Linked DNA regions of Mus musculus: all the other regions are linked to region 1. A link is a contact called in public ChIA-PET data. All regions are on one chromosome and are shown on one strand. The core of a region is the stretch at or near the end of the contact, and the rest is flanking DNA. Distances in the headings are between cores, read along the strand shown. Region 1 holds the start of Prdx6 (peroxiredoxin 6). Region 2 has its middle 16 kb from the start of Gm31869. Region 3 has its middle 63 kb from the start of Gm31869.

Region 1 (4,706 bases), core at 1,296-3,795:
TTCTATGGAAAAGGACCAATGGTGGTCAGATGAGACTTAAGAGAAAGGCTCCGTAAGTTGCAGGGAAAAAAAGGAACAGCATTTCTTTATGTACTGTTCTAGGAGTGATGAATTAGAATTTTATTTTACTTTTTTAATTGCGAGGCAATGAGTTTTGCCGAGTCATGCTGCTGAACTGTATTTCCGCCCCTTCACACACACCAGCGGATCGGACCTCAGGGTATTCCAAGAATGCCTGGGCTCCCTACCCTTTGGAGAAATTCAATGGCATTATGCCATTTCCTTCCTCATTTTCAAAAGACAAAAGGTTTCCTCCCTCTAACAGAATCGTCTCTCCTACCAGAAAACCTGTGGCACAGGTGTTTTGATCAGTGAGGAACCCTGGGATATATAAGATGCTCTTCCACATCCACAGACCATACAAACCTACTCAAACCCACTCAAACCCACACGGCTCCCCAAACCTTCAGCTGTTTCTAATTATCAGGGGGTTAAGTAATGCTTAAAGTTCATTTTCCTTTTCTCCTCCAAAGGATCTTTGAGTCTGTCAGGGGCAAACTGACTTGCGATCATCTACAGAACAGAGTTTGGAAACACTAGTCAAATCCCTTGTATTAGAAATGACACACAGGGTGGAAAAGTCCTTCTCGGTTATTGCAGGCGTATCATGACTTATGTTTGTTCATAAATTTACCTCATCTTAAGATGCCACTTCATCTGCTTATTTAGTTGCTATTTAGGGACAAAGCCTCACTAAGTTGGCTTGGCCTTGAAGTTAGGATCTTCCCAACTGTCTCCTCAGCAGCTGGAATAAAACAGTTGCATCCAGATCTAGATCAATAAACAATCCCTAAGATTCCCGCCCCCGACTCTATAGTGTGGCTATCTTCACAGCACACGCGCTTTAGATTCATATTTATCTCTCATCCTTACAGATGAAGCGCTCCAGCAAGCCCTCACATTTCCTGGGGGTGTGGGCTGCAGACAGGAATGGGAAGGAACACTGTGTAAATCGTTGGCAGTCTTGGATAAATATTAACACTAGATTTTGAGTGATGAGTCTGGCTGGCATGCTTATTTTTAGACTTTTCTCCTGCAAGGCCTGAGGGTTCCATTTGCTACTTCTTCTAGTCTACCTTTCTCTTTTAAAAGCTCTGCTTCCCCTTAGTCAGGAGGAGCCAAACTCACCTCAGGAAAGATTCTCTAATGCTTCCTTTCCTGCCTGGTCACGGAGTAGTTTCATAAACTGCTCTGTCCTCACGTACATACATACATACATACATACATACATACATACATACATACATACTAGATACGAAAAGGACACAGACAGACCCAAGAGTTTGTTTATTCAGTGTCATTGGGCACTGAAACTCCAGAACCACAACATAGCCTGACGCGTATGCAAAAAGCGGACTGAAACTAAGCATCTTACAATGTGTGCATTCAGGAGCTGTAAAACTAAGACAAAATCGGTGCATACCTAGCCACTGTGGCCACCACTGTTGTTATCAGCAGCAAGGCCAGGCGCTGATGCAAAGCAGAGGGGGAGGGGACCACTGGGAAACAAAAGAGTCTCCAAGTGGGGAGGCACACGTGTCCTAGCCTTGGAATGGCCTAGAGTGGCAAAATGGTCGCAGCCTTTCCCTCAAAGCATTGCTTCTTCTAGAATCACGGTCACGCCTACAGAGTGTTTCTGGGTGCTCCCAAAGCTGTTACATATAATCTTATTTTTGACCTCTGAAGGAGGCTCTGGACAAAAAGTCTTTTGGCTACTTACTTGGCACCGTAGTTTTGTTTTGTTTTTTAATTCAGAAGTCCGCAAACACTCCCCGAAGTTAAGAGGAACCCAGATAACGTCGGGACAGCCCTTAATTTGTGGCTGTGTGCTCTAACTTTGACCTTAGGCACCCACCTTCCGCAAGGTACAACTTCTAGAGCGGCAGGAGGGCGGGCAGTGCGACCCTGGGCAAGCGTCCCGGGAAATGACCTCAAACACCGAGCAACCCTGCCCCACCTCCCCTGGGCTTTCAGATCGACCCCGACACAAACCCAACACTGTTTACAAAACCAGGTTAAACAGACAACAAACCGTCCTCGGCAAGGACCTCCTTTCCCATGCCAGGCCAGCCACGCTGGGTCAGGGAAGGATCCGCTGATCGGCGTAGGGCCGGGCAGAGGTCGCAGGTCCCCAGCAATGCCCGGTGATGCTCGGCAGGACCCCGGCGGCGGGCACGTGCGGGAACCGGTGAGGGGCTAAGCCAGAGACCCGCCGCGGCCGAGCGCAACCCGGAAAGAAGCGAGGCAGGTAGCTCTGGGGACCCGTCACCTGGCAGGGCAACGCGGTGGCCACTTACGAATCTCCCAGGAAATCGTGGAAGCGGATGCGGCCGATGGTGGTATTGGCCTCAAAGTTGGGGGCTTCGTCCCCGAGAAGCAACCCTCCGGGCATGGCGGCAGTGGTGACGCTGAGAACAAGGAGGCGCAGCCGCAGCAGTGAGCAGCGGGCGGGCTCCTGCGGAGACCTAGATCAGTGCTGGCCGAGTGGGCGGGGCTGGGGCGGGGCTGGGGCGGGGTGGGGCGACCGCGAGTCTGGCGGCTGCGGTTCTTCACGTGGAGCTTGCAGGCAAGGGAGATTCTGGAGCTAAAGAAGGCCACGTGCAATAGGAAGGAAGCGCAAGACCGAGAATTGCGGGGACTTGTAGATCTGGCGGCTCTGCAAAGATGCTCTAGGAGAAGGCGGAATTAGCGCAAATCCTCTGACATTCTCACCCCTGTTGGACTTACAATTTAGAGGTCTTGGGGTATAGCCCTCTTTTACTATGAGCATCTAGTAGTTGGCTGAATGACTGACTACTCAGCCAACCTGGGTTTCAGAAGTTTTTCAGGATGTGGCAAGAACCAGACTTGTGACGTGGGCTAAGTCAGAGGAAGTGGCTTTCTTATTGCAGCAAACATTCTGTACCAATGTCAATAAGAGGGCAATGGAAAGAACCGTTTTTTTTTTTTTTTAAATTTTGCCTCCCCATTCCTGGAGTTCCTTATAAAATGCTCAACACATTATTCCTAAAGTTTAAATATAGGTTTCACAACAGGCTTCTTGAGATCGAGTGTATGCAAGTGAATTCCCACCTGAAGAAATGGGACATTTTGATCCACTGACTTCCTATTTCCTAAGCACAAAGTGGAGAAAGATGCCTGCCCTTATTAGAGACAGATGGCAGACATTCTGCACAGAAACCAGAATCTGTTAGAAGCTCAGCCTGGTGATCGCAAACCAGAAACCCCAACTACTCTGGAGAAAGGAGAAGGACTGTAAATTCTGAGCTACAGAGGAAGTTCAAGGCCAACCTGGGGAACTTAGAGTCTGTCTCAAAATAAAGGGGAATGAGGAAGCAGGTGTGCGGCAGGATGCTTGACTGGAGTGTGGGAGGCCCTAGGTCCAATCGCCAGCGCTAAGGTGTGGTGGAGGACAATGTATTAGAAAGCCCCGAGTCCTAGCTGGAGAAACTAAAGCGAGTTTATGTAAGTTAAGTGAGGCTACCTGGAGGTCAGCTTCAGATTGTGTGGCCCAGCCTGGGGAAGCCTGCAGGACAGTAGACTACTTAGAACATGGCAGGTGCTCTCAGAGTGGTAGCTATTATTAGATGACACAATTCACGCAGTAACTCTCACTTTCCTTATTGCTAGCTAGACACCGTGCGAGGCCTGATGTGAGACATAGTCCCAGCTCTTACAGGAAAAGTGCAGTTATGATATCATGTAAGGTGATATGGACAGGGGAGCTGTGAGTGTTTGTTGTTCGGTGTGAGGAATCCTCTGGAACAGACTCAACGGATTTAAAGGAAAGCGTGTGGCGGTGCTGAGTGCAGCGACCCACTGTACCCTGCGTTTTCATCATGGTGATAAGCCCTGTCTTTGTGTCTGCATGCATACTGGTCTTGCCTGCTTCACAGAGATTACTGCCATGCGTTTTAAAGTTAAGGTAACTTAATCTCTAGCTTGACTCCACCCTTCTGTTTTGAAAGCACGTATCTTCACTTTATTTATTATGTATTTTCACAGTAGGGAAGCAGGGTAGCTTGACCTTAAGGAACTATAAGCAGTGTTGCAAAGATGGGCTAAAAATCAGATACACCACAATAAAGAGACTGGATGCAGACTCAAAGTGGCTGATCTCTATCAAAGGCATAATTACATAGCCACCACTTTAAACTAAGCGAGTATAGTAAGATAAACACCTATTCCAATCTATAGTGCCAGAAGTAGCCTGCTGGTGGTGATTTAGTAACCGTGCTCTAGCCTTGGCAAAAGTTGGAATTCTTTAAAGGTAGAGATTAACATGTCTGTTTGCTTGATTGTTTTTCAAGACAGGATTTCTTTGTGTATCACTGGCTGTTCTGGAATATGATCTGTAAACCGGGCTGGTCTCCAGCTCACAGAGATCTGCCTCCCTGTGTGATCAAAGGTGTGCGCCACTGCCCAGTTGAGATTAACATTTTTGACAACACAGTTTATTTCACAAGACACTTAAATTTCTGTCTTCTGAGAAGTCCACAGATCTAGCATCAGAAGGCTATAGGCCCACTTGGAAACAGTGGTTACAAAATAGCCTTTTCTTTTCATGACTTTTTCTTTTCCTTTATTACTGTTTCTTCATTCTGTTCCTCATATTGTGAACATGAACAATGAAGACGATTTTATTC
Region 2 (4,706 bases), core at 636-3,135, 500 kb after region 1:
ATGCCCCGCTGTGTCAAAACACCTGACAAGGACAGCCTAAGGAAAGGAAGATTTGCTTAGCTCATAGTTTGAGGGTCTTTGGGAGAAAGGCCAGGAAGTAGCAGTAGGAGGCAGCTGGCCATATATTATTTATGGGAACCAGATAAAAGTGAACGTTCATGCTTAGTTCTTGTTCCATTTTGTATTCAGTCCCAGACCCCAGTCCAGGGTATTGGGGGCAGGGCGTCAAACATTTAGAGAGAGCTCTTACTTACCATCTCAACTAACCCAAACTAGGTACTTTCTCATAGACATGCCCAGAGGTTTGTCTCCTGGGTCATTCTAGATCCTGCTGAAGTGACAAAATTAGTCATCACAAGACCCTTCTCCCTCCTACCAGAAGGAAAAGACCCCTACCTGTCAGGATATACAGTCCAGGACCGCTGTTACTGCTCTGGGGCCAGGCAACCCCATGACAGAGCCAAAACAAGGATGTGTAGCCAGAGAAAACAAACAAACCAAAAACTGGAGGCCTTGGAAATTCTGGATCAGACAAGGCCTGAAGCTCACTCAGTGTAGTTCAGAATTCTGCTGACTTTTTCTTTAAGCTAGCTGGAGTTAAAGTTTCCATTACTGAGAGTCCTAAGATATCTTGACTGATTTTATACACACACACACACACACACACACACATATATATGCTAACATGAAAATAAATCAATGTTTAGAAAATTTCTTAAGTCAGAGCAATCGTAAAAATAAGGTTTGTCCCAGAAAAATCTGATCCCAAAGTGGTTTTTCTGTTGTTGTTGCTGCTGCTGTTTGTTTCTCACTCGGATCTCTCCTGCCACCACCTCCCAGGCTCTGGAATGTACAGGCATGCACCAGCATAGCCAGGTTCACACCTAAACTATAAACCACAAATGATTACTTTCATATCTTTCCAAAAACAGGAAGCTTCCAGTTCCCTTTGGCTTTAGCGAGTTGATGCATCACCTCTTTCCCCTGGGACTTCTCCTGCTTTCTATGGAAACTCCCTTAAGCATCCTTCTCCACAGATCCATGGAATTGCCAAATGGTACTCTAATGGTTTGGGCTCCTGAGAATAAACTGCTCTGTTAGTTTTCAGATGTGAACTATTAGGATAATTCAAAACCCAACATCGAGTCAGGTGACTTTAGTGCTTGTCTGCTGTGCTTAGCAGCAGTCATTCCTGAAACCCTGGTGACATCACAGAAAATAATTGTCTAGTCACTGACATTGCCCAGCAAGGCAGTCTAAGCAAACAGAATGGCAATGACCTTGTAATGACACTGTTTACAACACGCTTGCCAAGAAGGCGAGGAGGCCATCATCCGGGGACTACTGCATCATCAAAAAAAAACACCTGCTCAGCGCCAACTCAGAGCCACTCCCTCTCCTCTCAAAGTCCACGTGGTAAAGGCTCAAACAGATCCTCCACCCTCCACCATACCCAAGTTGCTCACTGCTCCCGTTTAACTTAGCCAAATCCATTGAACAAGTGTGCCCTTGAGTGGAACTACCAATGCGATTTAATGAGAGAGGAAGGGAGGGATGATGGGAAAGAAGAGGACGAATGGATGGAGCAGAGATGGAGTTGGGAAGAGTTGTCAAATATCCATCAATAAAAACCACCCAAAAAAGGACCAAAAGTGTCTTCTCATGAAGTAAAATTAGCAGAGAAAAGAAATCACTTCTTGGCCACTGAGGGCAGAGTCTCGGGTTCAGTATGCTCACCCCTCACACCCCACTCCACCCCAAGCTTGTTATTCAAGCTCTTTTAAAAAAAAAAATCACAATGACCTTTTGTCTTTCTTCAAAACCGCCTCCACTCCGTGGGCCCCTTCTGTGGCCTCTGCAGCTAATGGAATTTGAAAGGTATACCCCAACAGCTGGGCTTTTGATGTGGGCTGGGCTGGGCTGCTCCGATTTCTTCTTCATGCTTTTCAAGCCAGTTGCAACTATGTTTTTTTTATCAGACTGATTTTCTGTTTGTTCTTCAGGTCTCCCAGGAGAATGGCAAAACATGATAAGTCTCTGCGGCCTTCTTCCATCACGTGACAGAAAATTTCAGATGGAGAGGAGGCGGGAGGATGAGATAGAGGCACCAGTGGAGGAAGAGGCGAGATAACGCTCCAAGTGCCACCACAATAGCTCATACCAAGAGAGGGAGAAGACCTCTGGACTTCAGCTAAAGGTCTGATCAGGAATTTAATCCTCAGATCAGTAACATTCTTTGCAAAGTGGCTTTCGCATGAAGTCCCACACCTACCTGAGGAGGCTGCTGAGGAAGACGTGGTCCCTGCAATGCAACCTCTGCTCCCGCTTGTTGCTGTTGTTTCTAATATAGAGTCTATGAAGTTGGGAGGGAAAAGGATGCGGGAGATGGAGAAGGTAGGGGGAAGAGAAGCAGTAGACTGGACCAGAATTCATTTTATGCCTGTATAAAATCCTCAGACATTAAGAATTTTATCATTTGGACTATGGTCAGGCCAGACCATCTAAAAATAGTTTTTGTGACAAACATCAGAACAGCCTCACCTGTGTCTGCCAGGGGACCTTCTCTACCGGCCTTGTCTCACGTCTGTCCGGAACCCTCCTCTGCTGAGGTCGTTACTGGTTATATTTGAGACCTGTGGCTCAGGCATCAAGGAACCAAGAAACAAAACTTACGCCAACCATTGCTCTACCACAGCTCGCTCCCTTTGACCACTGTAGGACAATTCCCAAGATTAAACTTACTTGGGCAGAATCTCTAGGTTTGGAATAGGGATCTAAAGGTAAACTAATCAGATGCCTCTCGATAGAATTGCTTCTGCAGCATAAATTTTCACTGCTGTCGATGGAACCCACTGCCTTCCTTCCAAAGGAAAATGTTCTGTACACAAAGAATTGGTCGGGAATAATTTCCTTAGGATAGAAAGATGCTTAGCCGTTGAAGGCTGCTCTTCCAGGGGACACAGTTTTGATTGCCCACACCCTCGTGGCCGCTCAGAACTGGCTGTAACTCCAGGTCTAAGTGATCTGGTGGCCTCTTTTGGCAAGTACCAGGCATACACATGGCATATAGTCATGCATGCAGGCAGAACACCCATATACATAAAATAATTTTCTTAATTAAATCATATTTCTCTCTTAAGGTAAATCTGACTGTCTGCAATTTACATCTAGGGGCCTTAGATTGGCTCCTGGGATCATATTGGATGCAAAACTAGACCCTCTTTTGGAAGAGATGCTGTGCTGTGAAGCCCACAGCAGAGCCGAAGGTCAGTAGACAGGGAGACAAGCTCGTTGTTAGCACACAGTCTGATCTGAGAAAACATGGAAGAAGGTCATTGGGGTGATAGACACAAAGACAGCATCATTCTGAAACGGGCGATTCTAACCAGAATCTTTTCTTTAAATCACAATGGTCCCGAGAGAGCCAGGAAAGTGGTGAGTGCCTGCGTTTCATGCTCTCTAGCCGTCTTTGAACTTCTATCAGGGAACACACTTTAATGTGGAGAACCCATGGAAGACAAGAGATTGCAGACGGAGAGATCCAGCTCTGGGCCATTTCAAGAGCTCACTTTGTAGGTGAAAAGAAGACCAAAGAGAAATGCTACAACAGTCACTTTTCTTTGGCTTCAAAGGAACAGCAAAGACGGGCTATCTTTTTAAATACCTTTTTCTATTATTATTAGAAGGAGATTGATCGCTTACATCTTCTCTTTGAATTTTGTACATTTAACTGGTGCCATTCCTACCCTAGTTTCATTTTCTGTTGATACAATAAAATGACCCCCCAAATAACTCAAAATAGGAAAGTACTTATTTCAGCTTATACCTCACAGCCCGTTGCTGAGGGAAGACAGGGCGGTATTTCAAGGCAAGAACCTGGAGGCAGGAACTGAGGCGGACAGTGTAGAAGAACACTGCTTACTGGCCTGCTTTCCATGGCTTGCTCAGCTTGCCTTCTTATACCAGCCAGGACCCACAGTGGGCTGAGCCCTCCCACACCAAACAGTAATCAGAAAAATTCTCTCATAGGTTTACATACAGGCCCATCGGATGGAGTCAAATCTTCAGTTGAAGATCCATCTTTGGGGATAACTCCATCTTGCATCAATTTGACCAGGACAATTCCCATCTCTCTTTGCTTAATTTATGTCTAAGGAAGATTTGATTGAGGCCTAGGATGAGAATGTGGCTAGAGAGAGAACTGGGAAGGAAGAGATCCTTTCAATGTGGTGTGGTGATTTCTGAGATGTAAAGAAATATGGGGACAAAAAATACAAGAACATGTGCCCTGGGTATTTTCTACAGTAGACAAGGCTGCCTTCGGCCAAGTGGCACAGAGTGGCCTCACTGCTAAGAGCAAAACAAAAGCAATTCAACCGAGCCCATGCTTTTGAAATCCAGTATGCTATTGGAGGGGCCTGTTTTTGCCTAGAGAATAATATTCATATATTTCACTATATAGATTTTTACATCTGAAGCCCTTTGTCTGAGAATGACTGGCAAAAATATTAACATAAAGATTTGATGCCAGCAAGAGAGCTTGCTTCTTTTACATTCATCCAACATGATTTCACTCCGTAGTCCAGAGTTGCCTGAACTTCGTATGTAATCCAGGATGACCTCTAACTCATGATCCTCCTGCCTCAGTTTCCCAAGTGTTGGTATCACAGATCTGTGTCCCTATGCCTACCCCTTACTTTTCTAGA
Region 3 (4,706 bases), core at 898-3,397, 450 kb after region 1:
GAATAAGGCCAGTGTCACTGAGACATGCAGGAAGACTACAGCATTAGTGTCCCCAAGATACAAAATAAATGTCAGCTTTCACAGGAAGCATCAAAAGAAAAGAAGAGGTCTATCAGGTAGACCAGTAGTTCTCAACTTGTGGGTCATAACCTCTTTAGGGTTCCATATCAGATATTTACATTACAATTCGTACCAGTGGCAAAACTACAGTTATAAAGTAGCAACATTGTATTAAAGGGCTACAACATTAGGAAAGTTGAAAACCACTAAGGTAGACAGACAGCATTTCTCTCCCATAATTAATTAGAAAATGGTAGCGAAGAAAGTAATCAGACATTAAGAAGTCATTAATAACCTTGGGTTTCATATATACTTAAAGTACTTTACCATGAAACACTCCTAACTTCTGCTTAAACAGCACAAGAGAAGTGGGCATGGAACTGCACTTCGGGTTTTATAACTGCTTAATTGAGTTGCAGCCTGCTGGCTAGGATATTTTTGTATCATCTTCACAACAATAAGAATTATAGTCCCAATTTTGAGTAAAATGGAAGCAACCACTTTTGAAATTTTAGTGATAGCACCTAGTATCTATACATCAATCATGGAGGTACCTGTACTAATTCTTAAATGAAAAAGTTCTTACTCAACATAAACCCTGGACAATCTTATGAGCCTGAGACAGAATTGAATTCATCTGGAATCCATCATTTTCATTCTGATGGGTACACATGACCTCAGCAGTGACCGTCAAAGAGGCCAGCACTAAGAATCATTCCCCCCAAATATTCCATTTTTAAGAATTATTTACAGATGAAAAACTTTTTCCTGGCCATTGTTAACGATAGGCAACATCATTGAATCTTAATGATTTATTAGGGGTAGTAATAAAGAGATAGAAACACCACAAAATATTGATAACTCCAACCTGAAGTAAAGTTTATGTTCTCCTCATTGGATTATTTCTGTCTTTTAAAGGCTACAATGGCGTCTCATCTTATCTGATTTCTCGCCTCGAAGATTATAGTCAGTCCTCAGTCCCTTCTACAAAGCAATCACAGCCTAAAGACATCCCAACGGGAGGGGGCCTCTGAGAAGACCATGCTTCAGTTAGCATACCGACACACATAACACTGAAGGGTTTTGTTACATGTTGAAAGCTGGCAGGTGCGCATGTTCCTCAGGAGTGGTCAGTTAAGGTCAAATGCATCCTTCTGATTTCCCAGAGTCACTATTTTTTCATCTTACAAAAAGGAAATGAAGGAATCAGGGGAAATAGTATAACAAATCTGTAAGATCCTTCTATATTATGAAGTCTGTCTCTGTCTCTGTCTCTGTCTCTCTGTCTCTCTCTGTCTGTCTCTGTCTCTCTATCTCTGTCTCTCTCTCCCTCTCTCCACCCCCTCTCTCCCTCATGCATAGTGTGTGTGTGTGTGTGTGTGTGTGTGTGTGTGTGTGTGTCTACTGCAGAGAAGTAAGGATTAACCATTATAAGATGGCCACTGAGGGACATCATGGCATCAGTAATACTGAAGTTTCAATCTGGATTTGTCCTCTATCCACACAGGGCTTCCAGAAAAGAGGCATCTTGTGACAGAAATTAAATGTGTGGCAATGAATGAAGAAACAAGAAGAAAACAGTTTACAGAGTCCAAGTCAACCCTTAAGGGGAAAAAAAAATGTACCCTTCAAAACCTTGTCTAAATCTCAGCTTAGCTTGCAGATAAGAGCACATTACCATCAGGTGAGTGAGACACCCCCCCCCCAAGGGCTAGTAGATCTTACATTAAGGCAGCTTCTGCCAGGCAATGCTTATGGCATCTATCTGTTGGGTTTACAATATCCAGATTATAGAAACATACATTTGTGAAGCTCACCATTTGGAAGGAGTCAAGTGCTGTGTGGTCTGCTGTTGCTGGGCCTGGACACAATCCAGCTGGATGCTACTATTGCCTTCTACTCTTCATAGGCAGAGAGCAGGCTCTCTGATTCTCCTCTGCACCACCAAGGCCTCCTCCGTCCCCTTTCCACCGCTGCCATCTTGCTTCTCTGTCTTTACTGTTTATTTCCTTATAGCCTCCTCTGCTCTCCAGATCAGTGTTTACACTCTTCCCTCTGCAGCTATACTAAAGGTACAAAGGACATCTGACAGCATCCTAGGAGTCTTCCCCTCCATTGCCTGGTAACAAACAAACAAACTATAAACAATGTGGTCACGTTTCATTCTAGAGAAACTAGGTCACTTGTGATTTCCAGAAAGATACATGCACAATTCCTCCCCCAAAGAGCTGCAGAGACTTCAATTCAGAGTGTTAGAGAGGAAGCAAAACACATAGGGCTAGCCTGACTTAAATAGAAGAGCTATTTAGTAGAATCTGGGGCTCTAAAAAGAAGTTTGAGAATTAGGAGAGAATAGCTAGGACTTGAATTAGAAAAGAACAAAGGCTTTCTAGACTCAGAACTGTTACATGCCAGAGATCATTTGACCTGGCTGTTTCATGTTTATAGAAGAAAAAACAGAGTTTCGTAGACTAAGGTTACTCAGGGTCATCTCACCATTTGAAGGTTGCCTAGTCTTAATTATTCAAAACAGCACATATTGCGTGGTTTGGGTGTTTTCTTCTGTTCTTTGTTGCTCTCATTTTGCCTTTGTGAATCGCAAGGCTTCTGCACAGAAGAAAGCAAAACTGTGGCTCCCAAGCAGCTAGAAGCTGTATTACCAGACTCTCACTTATTTTGTCCCTAACAACTAGTGTTCATTTTTGACCTAGTCTGAGTCTGACCAGTCTTTATTTTCCATACACATGACCTGCTAATCCTCTCATTTTGGGTTCTCAGTTTAGTGACTCAGAAGTGATGTACATTTCTGTCCTTTCCCTCCTTTCTTGTGCTCATTGGCTCCCTGCTCAATCATTTAGCTCAACACATGATGCCCCAGAAACTCCCATTCTCTGTTTTCAGTTTCTTGTCTCCATTCACTCCATGGGACACCTAGAAACAAGCTGAGTATAGTCCTTACCTCCATCTAGGTTTATAAAAATCCTCAAGGAGAACACAGCTAGAGGGATTTGAGGCTAGCTGGTGATCTGGGTTTTTTGTTTGTTTTTGGTTTTGTGTTTGTTTTTTGTTTTATAATTGCTCTGTTTATGATGCAAGGAATCAAGACCCTTTATAACAAGGACCTCAAGTAACTGTTCTATTACAAGATTGACTCTCAGTGACTTTGACTGCAGAGCCAGTGCAATGCAGTCATACGGAGGTTTGAGTTCTGTACCCTCAGCAATTGGCATTACCCTGAAATGAAACCATCCAGGCTGAGAAAGAGTCTTAGAAGAATCCAGAACCTCCACACATAGCCATCTCTCCAAGGGCAGATGGGGCCATCTGTCTCCTTGACTGTGCCGTCACCATGCCTCACGCTTTTGGGAATCCCCACTTGCCTCTTGTTGATTCTCTTCAGTCCACCTCACTGCCATGGCTCTGTGCCTCCCGCTTTTGGACCCTCCTGAGTCTGTGTCTGTGCCACAGGACCTCCGCTCACCTCGGTCACCACCTAGGCACATGTCCCTTAGAACATCCCCAAATTTACATTCCACCCAGCCACTTCATTCTTCACACAGAGACTTTCCTTTCTCTGTGTCTCTCACGCAGTTATTTCCCTTTCTGCCTACTCTTAATCCTAAACTGCCATGGCCAATCCAGTGGGTCTGCCTACTTCCAGTTAATCCCCTTTGCTGTCACTCCCTTCCTCATGTGGCATTCTAAAGTATTAAAAGCATGGCATATCTTTCCTGGGCAACCTCCTTCATCCCCAGTGGATGAGACCATATCAAATATTTTGCTTGTAAATTCAGAATCCTGCATTAAACTTTTGGTCTGAGTGGCCTTTGGTTATTGAAGATTCTATAACCACACATGGTTCAGCCACAAGTGGACTGTTTCCTCGATAGACTTCTCCTGAAAGGCAATGTGACTTTGGTGTCACTTTGGGTGTAGGCTGCTTTCTCCTAAGAGTCAAGAGCTTCCCTGTTTTAAAAACCTAAGCAGAAGAACCAAAAATAAAGTGTTGCGTGGCTATCTTCCACTACTGGGGATATTCTAAGAAAATATAGGTTCAAAGGCAGAAATACCACAAGTTTGAGGCCAGCGTAGTCTACATAGTAAATTTTAAGCCAGCCAATGCCATATAGTGAGACTACTTAAAAACGTGTGTGTGTGTGTGTGTGTGTGTGTGTGTGTGAGAGAGAGAGAGAGAGAGAGAGAGAGAGAGAGAGAGAGAGAGAGAATTATCTGATGTATAGCTTATGATAATATGTTACCTAAGTTATTTTAAAGGATTCAAAGACACATTATATTGACAACACTGATTCTTGATTTAGCATGAAGATGTTCAATGGGCAACTGAAATGAGATTAAATTTTTTAGCATCTCTACTTTCATACTTTGTGTCTCCTTGACTCTCTAAACCTTTAGAGACCAGATTATTACACAGGTTTTTTTTTTTTTAATTTAGACATGTTGGTAACTTAATAATTTGAATTTTTTGGAGCCATAATATGGTCAAATTGACTAGGTCTCATCTTCTCATCTGGTTTCTCTTCTTCTCCAAGAAAGAAAAAAAAAGAAAAGAAAAACCACTCAAGACAGGAAACAGCAGACCATAAAAGGGGTGGTAACACTTGAGTTCCTGGAAGATCTCAACATAC

The links. ChIA-PET counts read pairs in DNA pulled down with a chosen protein or histone mark.
Region 2: an RNA polymerase II ChIA-PET map of memory CD8 T cells shows a contact between it and region 1, with 6 times the contacts expected there. The contact joins the enhancer-like site here to the promoter of Prdx6 in region 1. A contact is called at or near these places in 8 of 39 promoter capture datasets (the 3T3-L1 cell line, 3T3-L1-derived adipocytes, the C10 cell line and 4 more), 5 of 484 Hi-C or Micro-C datasets (B cells, CD4 T cells, CD8 central memory T cells and 2 more), 18 of 115 datasets of contacts at active chromatin or transcription factors (T-cell acute lymphoblastic leukemia, bone marrow-derived macrophages, craniofacial prominence and 10 more) and 1 of 9 other capture datasets (liver).
Region 3: an RNA polymerase II ChIA-PET map of memory CD8 T cells shows a contact between it and region 1, with 129 read pairs. The contact joins the enhancer-like site here to the promoter of Prdx6 in region 1. A contact is called at or near these places in 8 of 39 promoter capture datasets (the 3T3-L1 cell line, the HPC-7 cell line, cranial neural crest and 5 more), 2 of 484 Hi-C or Micro-C datasets (B cells and bone marrow-derived macrophages), 25 of 115 datasets of contacts at active chromatin or transcription factors (CD8 T cells, DN3 thymocytes, T-cell acute lymphoblastic leukemia and 19 more) and 3 of 9 other capture datasets (adipose tissue, embryonic stem cells and liver).

What each region holds. Positions count from the first base shown.
Region 1 is chr1:161,248,665-161,253,370 of GRCm38.p6, forward strand. It overlaps Prdx6 (peroxiredoxin 6), which reads right to left and starts at 2,546. Exons shown (of 5, transcript NM_007453.4): 1 at 2,358-2,546. The coding sequence starts at 2,452.
Region 2 is chr1:161,749,521-161,754,226 of GRCm38.p6, forward strand. No RefSeq gene overlaps it. Among named protein-coding and RNA genes, the nearest start is that of Gm31869, 16 kb to the right of the region's middle. Within about 2 kb of position 1,886, at least 29 of the 459 cell types and tissues checked have an H3K27ac peak or open chromatin away from gene starts, as enhancers often do. A contact at or near this core is called in CD8 central memory T cells, effector CD8 T cells, memory CD8 T cells and 1 more, where this site is marked.
Region 3 is chr1:161,702,539-161,707,244 of GRCm38.p6, forward strand. No RefSeq gene overlaps it. Among named protein-coding and RNA genes, the nearest start is that of Gm31869, 63 kb to the right of the region's middle. Within about 2 kb of position 2,148, at least 29 of the 459 cell types and tissues checked have an H3K27ac peak or open chromatin away from gene starts, as enhancers often do. A contact at or near this core is called in CD8 T cells, effector CD8 T cells, memory CD8 T cells and 2 more, where this site is marked.